Regions from separate parts of the Hordeum vulgare genome. Here regions 2 and 3 are each linked to region 1. A link is a contact called in public Hi-C data. All regions are on one chromosome and are shown on one strand. The core of a region is the stretch at or near the end of the contact, and the rest is flanking DNA. Distances in the headings are between cores, read along the strand shown.

Region 1 (4,684 bases), core at 908-3,407:
TTTGGTCCCATGACTTCAACAATTGTTGCACCTGTTTGCACCTCTCGCACCTTCGACAATCGTGGACCATCGCTTGGGCCAGCACATCGTCCATGCTATCGGTGACATTTGGCCTTAGCGGTAACAAAACCTATTCGTCCACCCGTAGGAGCCGAGACAGCACGCAGCGAAGGGATAGAAAAAGAAGACTATGGCCTTATTAGGTTTGGAGGAAACTAAAACGTAAGAATTAGGAGTAATATAGGGATTTGATAGGATGTCACTTGTCATTCTAAGGAATTGACTTGCGCCGTTCCTATGCAAAAATAATGAGCTTCGATTGGATGTATACTTTCATTAAGAAACAAAATAAATAAATAGTATTCCTACAAAATTCCTGTACGTGTTTCCTATTAACCGAATGCATTTGTAGGAAAATTTGTTCTGGGATTCTTGCTCATACATTTTTCCTATGAAAATCCTCCAAACGGAATGAGGCTTAGGGGGGCGACAACACCCTTGCCCTTCTTCCTTTGTCCCGACGAGCAAAACAGGGGCATCTTCTAGTCTCCGGTGGACCAGAAACACCGATGAGATAAAAACAAAAATCTCTATTTCGCCTTGTACTTCGATTGGTTCGATTGAACACGACATGGCCACATAAAATATTGGCAATATTTGCAATTTTTGTGTTATGGTGTGGATTTGAGGAATTTTGGAGGATCGATGGTAAATAAAAAAACATTTATATGCAAGAGAGCGGACGACGTCAAGAAGAGATCGAGGCGTGTAGGCTTTAAAATGAGGAGGCATGGTGGGAAAATGTTCGGATGGCAAAGGAGAACCGGTTCATCATATTGAATCCGAATGTTATTGATCCAATGGTGCACCAATTTACGTTCGGTTTGCGAGAGCAATGGGAAGTTGTAAACACCAGACAAGAGGACAGCGTAAACGCCGAAGCAAGGAATGATGCACATGCCGGAGGGGAAGGGGATGGTGCACATGTCGACGACATGTGATTTATACATGTTGGTTTAATCCTTTGGTTCGTGTACCTTGTTGAAAATTCTATACAGCATTTCTTATGAAATGATGGGATAAATCATTTTATTTCAAAAGTAATCCAAGTGTTTGAATGAGGAACAAAAGAATATTGAAGGCTGGTATATAACGCGTCGTCTGACCAGCCTTCAAGATATTATGAAGGGTGTCTCATATGCATTATGACGACCGAAGATATCATCAGTCCGATAGAATTGCTCTAAGAAGAAGAAATGTCGCCATCGTTCGTCGCCATTTCTGGTGCCAATCAGGAGCAAGTATTAGGCTACGCGTTTACTTTGGCTCGGTTTTATCCATTAACAGCTGACGTAGTACACATAATCCGACCTCTGTTTCTTCAAAAACGAAGGGAAAACACATAACCCGATCTCTGTTGTTGCAACAGCTACCTCTTGTGGGCTGCAAGGGCTGCTGCTAGCTCTTGCACGGTGATTTGTTTAGACGAAGCCTGAAAATGACTCCCAAGAAGTCAGCTTGGTGACTGTGTGTTGCTTCCCTACACTATCCGTTGGCCCGTCGGTGCTTTGTTTCATTTACTTGGTCCGATCTGAGGTAAGCAGTGCGCAAAGCATGATCGATGCCTCCGGCGGTGGTCAAGAGGGGGAGCACAACCAAGCGATACTTTCCAGAGCCTTTTGATTACGGATCGAGGGAAGAAGTATATTCTAATTTAGGGGAGGAAGAAGATGGATCAAGTGACGAGATGCAGATTCCGCTTCAGATATGCCCTTTCCACTCTTGTAGGTTTGTGGCTCCAGCACACAATCTTGGTTGCTTCAATTGCTGGAGAACGTACTAATACTTTTCTAGTGCGCCCGCCCCCAGGAGCCCGGCTGCCCCCGTTGTCTACGAATGAAACAACGCCAGATTTATTTGTCGGAGAACATCACTCACTGACTGTGTAGTACTATCATAAACAAGTCAGGTGCCTAAACAACAGATTACGGTCCATTATTGCGCGCCAATGACAGTGAGCTGCGAGTGGTTGGTCTGGGTAATAAACATTCATTTGTCTTGGTTTAATACCCGTCGCATTGTATACCAGAGGTAGCTATCAGCATCGTGCCATCCTTTGAATTCTAGTGGTGGAATGTTCTTTCTTGCCTATTCCCAACAGTATGTAGATGGGAATGGAACCATTTTAGAGTGAGAACGACGCTAGGGTTTTCAAAGCGTACGCCACTAGATAGGGGTTTCGGATCGAGTGGTTATCGGCCTCGCTAAAGATATCGGTTAAGCTTACTGACTTCATTGTGGTCATTTTCTTTCTTATGCAACCGCTAGTCATCACTATCTTGTTAGCCTGATTATCATAGTGTCTAGTGGCTCTTGTCCCTATTAGAGAGAAATAAGCATTCATGAGATGTGGTCTAGCTGATTTCCAGGAAGGGGGCTCCATAGATAGATTACATCATGTGACTACAAAATCTCTTACCGGTGTAGCCACGGATACCTAATCTTGTTATGCAGCGACATCCGACCACTAGCCTCTCAGGATGTATCTTCTAAGAAACCGCAGATTACTCATATATTTCAGATTTAGATTGTGCTGGTTTCCCGGAGAGGAGCTGGATGGTGTACTGCCTTCGATTTGGTCCAAGTTTGGTGAAAGTACGAAGTACATGGATAAATGGCGAGGTAGAGTTAGAAATACGATAATAATTTTCAAGTGTTAGAATTAGAAGTACGAAGCTTTCTCACTGTCTGGTTTTAAAAAGTTTATATAAACAAGTTATTAACATTCAAAATACGAAACTAATACCATTAAAATCAACATTGAATATATTTTTACATCATATAGTTTTGATGTTGTGAAAATCTATATTATTTTCTATAAACTTGTTTGATAATATGCAGAGTAAACAAAAACGAATGAAGTACTACCAGGAGAACACGATTGCCCAATTAGTTTGAGAAAAAGAAACATGCAATAAACACTATCTAACAAAAAGCTAAAAACATCGCGTGCCCGTGGCCAAGTCAAAACAAAGGAGTACAAACTTAACAGATACAAGCGGAAGACTCCCATCAACATGGTACACGTTATCATTGTCACCACCCATGGGCGAAAGACCCCACAATAACATTGTACCCATCGTTGTTCCATCACCCACCACACCAAGAAACTAGCAAATTTGACTTCATCATGACAAATTTTTATTGTTTTCCTTTTTGAAACTTTCACTAGGGGGTTGGGGTATTCCTCACCTAGAATTTTCATTTTCAGAAAAGGTTTCAGCGAAGGAAGAGGGTTTCCAAAGGAGAGGAGGAGTTTCGGAGCAAAAGAAGTCACGCCATAGGCCGACATGTTTCGAGAATTCACTAGATTACTGTCCATACATCCAATAGCAATACTGCTCACTACGAAAATAATGTATAGGTTTCCTGACTAAAGACTTTGGTATTCTTTCTTTGTGTCCCATACTTCCAAGAGTTGCAGTGTTGAAAACCAGGAAAACGAAGAATTTGGATCACCGCAATCATCACCGATGTAGAAGTCTGGGATAATTGGCTAAGTGTTTAGTCATCTTGACTAGTTTTTTTCCGGTTGTTACACCTTTTTACATCATTTTGCTTTCGCTCCTCTGTGAGCTTGTAATGAATCGCATACCTTTTAAACCTTTGGCTTAGACCCTGTTTGGTTACAGGTACTAGACTAGAAAAAATCTTTTTTATTTTTTATGTAACCAAATAAAAGGGGTTTTTTCTAAAGGGACTAAAAAAAGACTATATTGATGGGTCTTTTTTTAGTTCATCGGACTAAAAAAGTCTAGTTCCTTTAAACCAAAACACCCCTTTAATAATATGATTGCATGATATTCCTTCTTTTTAGGAAAAAAAAAACACGATCACCACCATGGCAACACGTGCACGGCAGCTCTCGACACGGCCAGATACCGTCTTGGTCGTCGCCCGACCAGAAGACGGTGCACGACACAAGTACGTATAAAGAAACCGAAAGGCACCCGTTGAGCAAGGAACATCTAGAGCATTAATAAACCAGGAACACGACGAGGACCCGAGTTGAGGCCGACGTCGCCGTATCCATGATGGAGGGGCTGCTGATCGAGTGGTACAACGCACCTTCATCAGCACCGCCGGGCAGGTGTCACGGTGTTCCAGGGAGGGAAGGGAGTGTGTCGACATTGGTTGATGGACCGGAGCTCGTCGTGTCGGTCGCGTGTCTCTCGCCCCAAGCAAATCAAGCACAGTTTAGTTAGTTAGTGAGTCAGTGAGTGTGTGTGTTGGTTAACCAGCCGTGGGGCCTCCCGGCATATACTACGTACTGACGCGCATGGGCAAGGTCCCGGACAAACTGTTACCCCGTCGCCCGTGGTTTCGATTCGTGGAGATTTTCTGCCGTCACTGTGCGTACGCGCGTGTCGTAGCATGCATCTTATCAGATCCATGGCCGGTGCACGAGGTAGCTAGCGCGACGTCGATGTCTTCCGTCGACCGGAGAAAAGCTAGCTACCCGGGCACAGATCGAGCTAGGCATCTACTCGTAGCTAGCATTGGCAGCCAGTCGGCCGGCCAGCTCTAGATCGAAACGATCGACGGATGGGCACGTGCAACATAGATACGCCATGGTGGCGCGAATCATTCATTTCACGGTCGACGTGCTCCACCGGTCGTGGAT
Region 2 (4,296 bases), core at 350-2,849, 270 kb before region 1:
GTTTTCAAAAAAAATTCATGATTCTCGTAAAATGTTTGTTCACGATTCTCATAAAATGTTTGTGTATAAAAAATGTTTGTTCATTATTCTATTTTTTGTTCATGATTCTCATAAAATGTTTGTGTATAAAAACTTAGTCTCAGTTTCAAATTTTGTTCTTGTTTTTTATAAAAATATTTATGTTTCAAAACGTTTCCAGGAATTTTAGAAAATATTATTTTTAATTATTATACAAACTTTAAAATCAGGAAGGATTGTAATAAGTAACATAAAAACAGAAAAAGAAAAGAAAATTAAAGAATCAGAAAATACCATAGAGGAATCGCCCGGCTCAGGTCGCTGCCTCTGTGTGCATAGGAGGGGAGGTCACATAGGTGGGAAAATAAACACAAACAAAAATATAGGAGGGGACGTCACATAGGCCGGCCTAGTTTTCGGTTGCCACCGGTTTTCGAAACCTTCTAGAAACAATCATAAGTTCAAAAAATGCTCGGTATCAGAAAAAATATTTTGCATTTTTTATAGATATTCTTTTTTCAAAAGTTTTATTGTTTTCATTTTCATTTTTTCTTTGGCTTTTTAACTTTTTTTACCTTTCCTATGTTTTTCGAAATTTCCTAATTTTTGTATTGAATTTGAAAAAACAATCGTGTTTAAAATTTTGTTCACGATTTGTATTGAAACATTCGTGCTTCAGAAAATAATCAGGAATTGTCAAAAATGTGGTGGCTTTCAAATTGTGTTCATATTTTCAAAAAATGTTCCGTTATTAATATGCTGGTCACAATTTTCTAAAAATGTTGCTCTTTTTTAAAAATTTGTTCACAAATTGAAAACTTGTTCACCAATTATAAAAATGTTCATGATTTGCAAATTTGCGGGAATTTTGGACAATTTTCTTTATTTGCTAAAACAATTAACTTCCCAAAAAATCTATGTAAGATAAAAAACTGTCCCGTATTTAAAAATAGTTCACAAAATTATAAAAATGGTGTTTTAGAAAAATGTTCTATATTTTTTAAATTTGTTCATAGACTAAAAAATTGTTTATTTTTTCCAAAAATGTTTGTGTATTTAAAAAATTTTCTGAAATTTAAAAAATGTTCCCATTTTCCAAATCATATTATGAAATTTTAACAGAATCCGTATTTCCAAAAAAATGTTAGTGTTTCGAAAAAGTATTAGAATTATAAATAATGTACCAATTTTCAAAGAAAATCATAGTTTCAAGGATTGTTGATATAATCAAGAAATTTTTGAATTTTTATAAATTCTCCAGTAATTCTATTTTTTTTTGTATTTATAAATTTTATTTCTAAATACAAAACCTATTTAAGTTTCAGAAATTTTGAAACAAATCAGAATAGTAACTTTTTATAAGAAATAGAAAGAGAAACATAATAAAAAATAAAGAACAAGAGAACAAAAAGAAAAAAAGGAAAAGGAAAAGAAGTAAATAAAATAGGAAAAATGGGAAAAAAGTGCAGAAAAAAATACGAACTGGTTAACTGGGGTTTTTGCCGCAATGCGCCGCTAGCTGAAGAGCGCCACCTCAGGAGCTCCTATGGACCGCTCATTGCCGCGAGTAGTCGGGCGAACATACAAGAGCGCCATAACTAGGCCAGCCCATCACAACCTGTAGGGGCCCTAATGCTATAGGGACCTTGCTATTGTAAAAATAGATTTTTTTACATTCATTGTTAGAACATCTCTCCCTAATAATAAAGCAAATACGGTTTTTGGTCGTCCGTTATATAATTTGCCCTTAGATTTCGTATGAATTACCCCCTATGCCATCGGTAAGTGGAGAAAACGATTCAGGTTTATTAGAAATCGGTCGTTGCGTTTGTGTCAATAGAAAGCGATCCCTGCATAAATAACAAGTCCGTGTCTATCCTAACTGGTTGGTTGCATGCTCTTCTACATAGGAGACCCAGGTTCGAACCCATCATTGTCACCCTTTTTTCATCTCCTTCTCTCTGTTTCTACCGTCGGGATTGCTCGCCGGCTGCCCAACTGGGCCGGCCTTGAGCACTTATTTGTTTATTTCTTTTATTTTGGCTTTCTTTAGGTGTACTCTGAATATTTTAATTGTAGAAATCTTCTATATCCAAACTTTGAAAAGTATATATTAATCATGCATTAAATAAATACCCAACTTGAATATAAAAAGTTTGCATTATATATAGAAAATGTACAATACATATGGATAATTAATATTTTTTTTATTTTTCTAAATTTATACTAAATGTATTAAACGTGTCTATAAAAAATGTTTCTAAATGTATAAAAAATGCACAATGTTATTGATACAAGCTTTATGTAAAGTAATGGCTTATATTTGATTTTCATATTTTTTATAATTTTTTTTAAGAACTAACAAACATGCTCGTGCGTCACAACGTAGAACATTCAGTATGCATGTCCTTACGAATTGATTGTTTTCGATGGAGCTGTCTAATATATTTAAAATAAAATAATGCTGTCGTTTAGTGTTTTCAGACTCCTTTGATTTAAAGACATTTTATAGAATTTTTGGAGGATTGAAATCCTTAGGATTTTTCCTACATTAGGGCCTCCTTTGATTCAAAAGAAGTAAATAGGATTTTTAAAGGACTGAAATGATTTTAAATTTTTGCTATGTTGATCCTTTTATTGATATGATTGAATCCTATATGGATATTTTCGATGGAATCTTTTGTACTACATTTCATATAGAAATTCTAACATCCACTTCAACCTTTTTTACAATTCCTTTGTTTTCCTGTGGCATCAAACACTCATAGCTAATCCTATAGGATTCAAGTGGACATGCCACTTCAACCCTATACTTTTCTTATTCCTACGCTTTCAAAATATTATGAATCAAAGTCTGATGCATCACAAAGATAGTTAGTGGTTGTGTCCCGAATCTAAGTAGTACACAACTGTTGAAGGGTTATGACAGAATCAAAATTTTCAGCATTCATAGAATGAATTTGAAAACCTATTCATCAAACAGATTAGGGAGTTGGGAGAATATATGTGCCACCGTAGCAACCACGGGCATTGTCCTAGTATATAAAAAGTATTTAATAATGTGTGTTGATTTTGTTGAAAAAAGTGTAAATATTTTAAAAGCATGAAGAATGTGTGATCAATTTAGTTCGCATATTTCAAAAAGGTTCATGTTTAACGTCTTTTTTCGAGGATTTCAAAAAATGTTCCATTTCAATGATTGTTCAAAATTTTCACATTTTCTTGTTTTCAAATTTTCTTTGGAGTTTACAAAAAATATTCCAGTTTTAAAAAATGTTCGCATTTTAAATTTTGAATAAATGTTCCATTTTTCGAAAAAATGTTTGTGTTTTCAATTTTTTTCAGAAGTTAAAAAAATGTTCGTGTTTTCAAATTTTATTCCGGAAGTTCAGAAAATGTTCTTATTTCCATATATTTAATGGAGTTTCAAAAAGGTTCCAGTTTCCAAAAAATGTTCGCATTCTCAATCTTTGTTTGGAATTTTAAAGAAATATTAAAGTTCTCAAATTTTGGTGCATAAGTACAAATAATGTTTGTATTTTCAAATTTGCAAACAATTATTGTTTGCAAATATTTCGTGTTCCAGTTCTTGAATTAGCAAACAATTATTGTGATGTAATTATTTACTGAAATGTCCATTTTTGTGAAAATTTCTGAATATTTTCAAATAGTGAAAAATTCTGAATTTTTATATAAAAATTAAATATCAAACATTTTACGATTTTTAATATTTTAAGGGTATAGAAGAATGTAAGCTAAAAATAGGAAGAGAAAAAAATATGGAAAATGAAGAAGCGAAAATGAAAAACCAGGAAGAAGGGATAAAACTAGCACAAAAAACCCAATTCAGGAACCTTCTAGAATGTTTCTAAAACCAGAAAAAACAGTATAGATAAAAAGGAATGCTAGATGATGGGCCGGCGTACTGCATCGCCCGTTCGCGTATCTACCTATGCGAAGCCTCGACAATACGAGGCAACGAGCGTCCAATATGCTTCTGTGTCACCTCTGGCGGGCGGTATACCGGGCTGGCATTTATTGTAGCACTTTTTTTTAACGTTTCCACTGTTTTTACGTTTTCTTGGTATTCCTTTTTCTTCTTTTCCCCCATTCCTTACTTTTCCTATTCCATGTTTCCTTCGTGTTACGTTGACATTTGGTTTAATTTTTTATTTTCTTTCTATCTTGATTTCCTTTGTTTATTTTTCACCTTTTTCTTTCTTTGGTTCTCATCAGTTTACTTCCGTTTTCTTTGTTTGTTTTATTTTTTTCTTTGAC
Region 3 (4,858 bases), core at 1,271-3,770, 340 kb before region 1:
TTTTGTGTTAAGAGAAATGTAATAAAGATGCCAAAAATTTTCTGAAGGTTTCTTAGTTTAAGGAAACAACAAAAATTATCTATGGTCAGCATGAACACACTTTCATACTATGCCTTTTTTTTGAATTAGCAATTTCGTAACATGAATTATCAAGTCAATTGTTGTTTGCAAGTTTACACATTGTAATTTAGTTACTACATAATTGGTTATGGGCAAGCCCAGTTAGCGAAGAATTGATTTGGTTTTTAAATATATGGTTCAGAATTGAGTTTTTTTTGCCAAAAGTTCAGAATTGAGTTATTTTTCCGAAATACCTGAGTACTCCCTCTGCAAACTATTATAAGAGTGTTTAGATTACTAAAGTAGTGTTTTAAATGCTCTTATATTAATTTACAGAGTAAGTAGTAACTAATGTCTACTGAAATATTGCGGCCAAAAGTATGTGCAATTCTTTACCTTGGCCCGCCCAAAAGAATGCGTATTATTTATTCGGCTTTCTTCTTTCTTCTTTGTGAGACAGTTTGGAGTTAGGATTTTTTTTTCTATAATCTGAAATTTATAGAAATGTTGACTTAGCTGGTGAAATCATTGGACTGAAATCCACTAATTCTTTGGAGGATTCCCATGATTATATCCTCAGACTTTAGGAGATGAGTTTAGTTGCATACAAGTGCTGCTTCGGGATTATATCTTTGTATCCACCATCAATGGCTGGATCACACAATTCCTATTATTTATCAATTATAATTTTCCTATCCGTTAGCAGGACTCCAATCGTGTTCATGTTTCAAAATAGTTGCCTGGGAGCATGCTTATAATATTTGTGCAGACCAGCGAATCAACAAGACTTTTTAGTTTTGTCTTTTGTGTTAAGAGAAATGTAATAAAGAAGCCAAAAATTTTCTGAAGGTTTCTTAGTTGAAGGAAACAACAAAAATTATCTATGGTCAGCATGAACACACGGTCATACTATGCCTTTTTTTTGAAATGCACTTTCATACCATGCCTTAGTAGCATGGAGTATGTACGCTCTCTTTTTGAATGTTTTCTTAAACTAATTAGTACCTCCATATCTTTCCAATTTTTGGATTTACATGTTTTTATCAGGTCAAGCAGGATGATATCTCTGGTTCTCATGACATTTGGGATGCTTGAAACTTTATTGTCTTTTGAGTGAAGAGCCGTCTTTGTTTTGCAAACACTACCTGAATGGAAAATCCTATAAAGCGTTTGTAGAAAAGTATACGGGAGCTATGTTTGACAAATGCCTGATGTACAGGTTAGGCTCTGTAAAAAATGATTCACAGACAATAATGTAATGAATTCTGTTATATTAATACATTATCATGTTATCTTTTGATTTTTATTTAATAATACCTACTAATAAGAATGAATGAGTATATTTTTTTATGGTTATACGTGCGTTACACGTGCCAGATTACTAGTATAATAAAGCGTGCGAGAGCTTTTTTGATAAATTTATTTTTTGCCCCTAACAATGCACGAACGCTCTACTAGTCACAGAACAAATTACATCAAATTCACCCCCTCGACCTACCGGATCTATTTGATCTCTCCTTTCTTCTTTATCCACGATGTGTACATCTCGCAGTTCCGCAACCACTGTGAGCCGCAGCACCGGCAAGACCGGCACAACAGTCTTCTCTGCCGTGTTTGTCACCGCCAACATCGTCACTGGACCAGACGCCAATACGGCTGCCGTGGAAGCACGTCATAACGTTATCATCAAAGCAGTTGTGTCGTGTCATGGTTGAAGCGCTGCCACCGCCGCTTGCCGTGTCGCCCCGCGAACCAAACCCGCGCGCGACCAGTTCAAATCAAACACAGTGGACGATGATAGACGAGTCCACACACCAACACAACACACACATCTCTCCGTTTCTCCCAAACAAGCAAAAATAAAAATAAACTCAGCATGTCAACAGTTGACTTGACTGGCTAACCAAACCCGGATCCTCCACGGGCTAAACGTGTCGGCCGACAGAGTCAAAACTCGACCATATCCATCCATCCGCCGATGCCGTTTGGCAGCTCCAGACAGTCACACACCATTATTGGTCTGTATGTATGGAGTATAACACACGCAAAAAAAAAAATTCGAAGAAACCCTACAAATGGTTGACCCAAAGATTCAGCCTGCAAATCTTGTTTCAAACCGATTTTATTTCTTCAAAACGAGAGGCTAGCCATCGAATGAATGAAGATAAACATGGACAATAATAACCGGAGAAAAATAAATAAAGATCCTGGGAAAGTTGACCTACAGGCCGAGGACGCCGGCCGGCCGGCCGTGTGGGACTCTTCAATGCCGGGCAGTTGTGTGTCCTAGCGGCGGTAGGTCTAGTCTTCGATGCCCTGTCTCGCTGACGAGCGGGCCCCACGTGGCAGCCCGGACCGGACCCGTTGAAGTGCGCACGGCACCCCACCCACCCCCCTCTCTCCGTGTGTGTGTGTGTGTGGCTTTATTGGCGTCACATGCCCCCCTCCCTCTCCCCTACCACTTCCGTCCATTTCCCAAAAGCTTAGAGTTAAAGCACGGTGGGCGGGGGAAAAAAACCGGATTAACCTGCAGCAGGCGCCGGCGGCGAGATCCCGGGGCGGCGGGGATGGCGCCGGGGAGGCGGGGGCGGAGGTCGTGCTGCTGGTGCTTGTAGTGGGCGTGCGTGGGGGGTAGTAGGTGGGCGAGAGGGACCGACGGGCGGACGGGCGGACATGAAGGCCCTGCGGCGATCCAGCACCTCGACCTCTCCGTCCTCCTCCTCCTCGCCCACGGCCGCGTCGTCCCCGCCCTCCTCCTCCTGGATCCACATCCGCTCGCTCCTCGTCGCGGCCGCCTCGTCCAACTCCTCCTCGGCGGCGGCGGCGGCCGCCGCTGCCGCCGGGAGCTCCGTGCCCGCCTTGCCGTCTGCGTCGGCTGCGGCCGCGGCCTCTTCTTCGTCCTCGCCCGCCGCCTCCTCCTCGCCGCGCTCGGATCGGTGGGTTCCCTCCCCTTCCCTCCTCTCTCTCTGGATTGGCCAGAGCTGGCGAGTAAAAATGCCAACTTTCCAGCTTTTCTACAGCTTCTGATCTGGTCCTGTGCGCTCCGGCGTACCTCGCCGTGGTTGAATTGGTGGCCTGGAGGCCACTGAAGTGCTCGAATTAGGGCTTCTCTGTTCTTCGATCCACTCGAGCTTCACGTTCCAGTTTCGATTGGAGTAGATCGTGTGGTGATGGCTTGGCCAAGTGCTTCAAGCACTTGCCATTGCTACGAATGAGTTAGCTGCATGCTTTGTTCCAAAGATGCCTCTTTTCTGTGTTTAAGTATGCAACTTATGGTAATACTAGTGCTCAAATTACAGAATGCTCGGACGCCTTATGCAATTAGTTCAGGCATCGCTGTGCATTGGTGTTTGAATCGGGAGGTAGCTTGCTTGCTGCTAGCTTGAATTGATAGCTACTTCAGGTTGCTTTTGTTGATTCTTAGTGTTAGATGTCATGGTATGTAGGACCTTGCTGGTGACCTGCCCCCCAAGGAAAGCAAATTTTGGTTCCTAAAAATAATACTTTAAAAAATACTAATACTGACTATGTTATGCATTTATTTGGTTTGATAGTGAAGCTTTCACGCTTGAACGGCTACCTATAAAGTTGAGCTAGTTCCTTCTGTGCAATTATGCTAACGTAGAGTTATCAAAGGTTGTCAATCATGACCCATCTAAGCCTGCGTGCCACAAAACAGTTCCCAGACCACATACTTTTAAGTTTTACTCCTGTTGCCTTTCAGCTTATTTGTTTTCACCAACGCAGTGATAAAAAATGCTACATAGAAGTGATCATACGTTCTCACTGAAGTCATTTTCATCTAAGCTGACCCCAAATGTTCTCTCACCCTGACTATGGCTCCATTTTTGAGCTTGATATTATATTCTAACTAGAAGCCTAGAAGTTAATGTAAGGTTCGGCTATATGTGGTTGATTTTAAATATGGGCGAGCAGCATAAATTCTATTGATGCAGTTAACAATAAACCTGTCTTAACAGTTTCCCAGTTTTAGTATAACAATAATTTCTAAAACAGTAACCGTGGGGAACTTATTCGGTTATTCCACATAAAACTGATTTGACAAACTAATCACCTCAATTTTCTTTGCAGTAACATCTTTTGTATGGCTAATGATTTCTCTTTAAATTCAGTATGATGCATTTAAATAAGCACGAAAGTATGATTGAACTAAGGAATTTAAGCATTCACTGTTTAGGTGCCGTATCTATCTGCCTATGAACAGTAGATGTGAAATGTGCATGTCATGGCACTGGACTGGACTGTACTAGTATATAGCCAGCTAGTTGGTTTACCGACTTTTTCTTTTATTGACCAATACCTCTCCTTATGCTCTTTGCTTAAAACATATCAATTCCTTTTCTCAGCGGAGGAATTAAATCTCCATGGTCTCGAAGGAAAAGGAAAAGAGTACTTTCTCGTCAACAGTGGGATGGTCAATTTTCGGCCAATGGGAAACTTCGTGATGGGGGAAAGAAGGTCCTAAAGAAAGTCCGTAGTGGGGTAAGCATTGTTATTCATATGCATATATGGTTTGCATATGTACTTGTCTATGATGCTTGCTTGGGAGTATACATACTGAAAATGTGCATTTCTTTTGTTGTACCAGGGTATTGAACCAGGCATTAGGGCTGAAGTTTGGCCCTTCCTACTTGGAGTGTGAGTTACTTGATCTCTTCTATTCCTAGTAGAATCTATAAGGTTCATATCTTTGACCAAATTTGAGATGTCAGCGACACCCAAATATTCCTCAGAGCACCTTGTTGGATGATGATGTAGTCAATTAATCAAGATTATC

Evidence for each region. A called contact is a pair of places that touch in the nucleus more often than the background predicts.
Region 2: a Hi-C map of leaf shows a contact between it and region 1, with 5 times the contacts expected there. The contact joins two enhancer-like sites. A contact is called at or near these places in 5 of 6 Hi-C or Micro-C datasets (leaf and seedling).
Region 3: a contact with region 1 is called in a Hi-C map of leaf, with 5 times the contacts expected there. The contact joins the promoter of LOC123400038 here to the enhancer-like site in region 1. A contact is called at or near these places in 2 of 6 Hi-C or Micro-C datasets (leaf and seedling).

Annotation. Positions count from the first base shown.
Region 1 is chr5H:497,927,119-497,931,802 of MorexV3_pseudomolecules_assembly, forward strand. No RefSeq gene overlaps it. Among protein-coding and RNA genes, the nearest start is that of LOC123400041, 74 kb to the right of the region's middle. Within about 2 kb of position 2,158, at least 1 of the 3 cell types and tissues checked has open chromatin away from gene starts, as enhancers often do. A contact at or near this core is called in leaf, where this site is marked.
Region 2 is chr5H:497,656,797-497,661,092 of MorexV3_pseudomolecules_assembly, forward strand. No RefSeq gene overlaps it. Among protein-coding and RNA genes, the nearest start is that of LOC123400038, 67 kb to the left of the region's middle. Within about 2 kb of position 1,600, at least 3 of the 3 cell types and tissues checked have open chromatin away from gene starts, as enhancers often do. A contact at or near this core is called in leaf, where this site is marked.
Region 3 is chr5H:497,589,308-497,594,165 of MorexV3_pseudomolecules_assembly, forward strand. It overlaps LOC123400038 (rab GTPase-activating protein 22-like), which reads left to right and starts at 2,521. Exons shown (of 5, transcript XM_045094433.1): 1 at 2,521-2,996; 2 at 4,428-4,563; 3 at 4,670-4,719. The coding sequence starts at 2,734.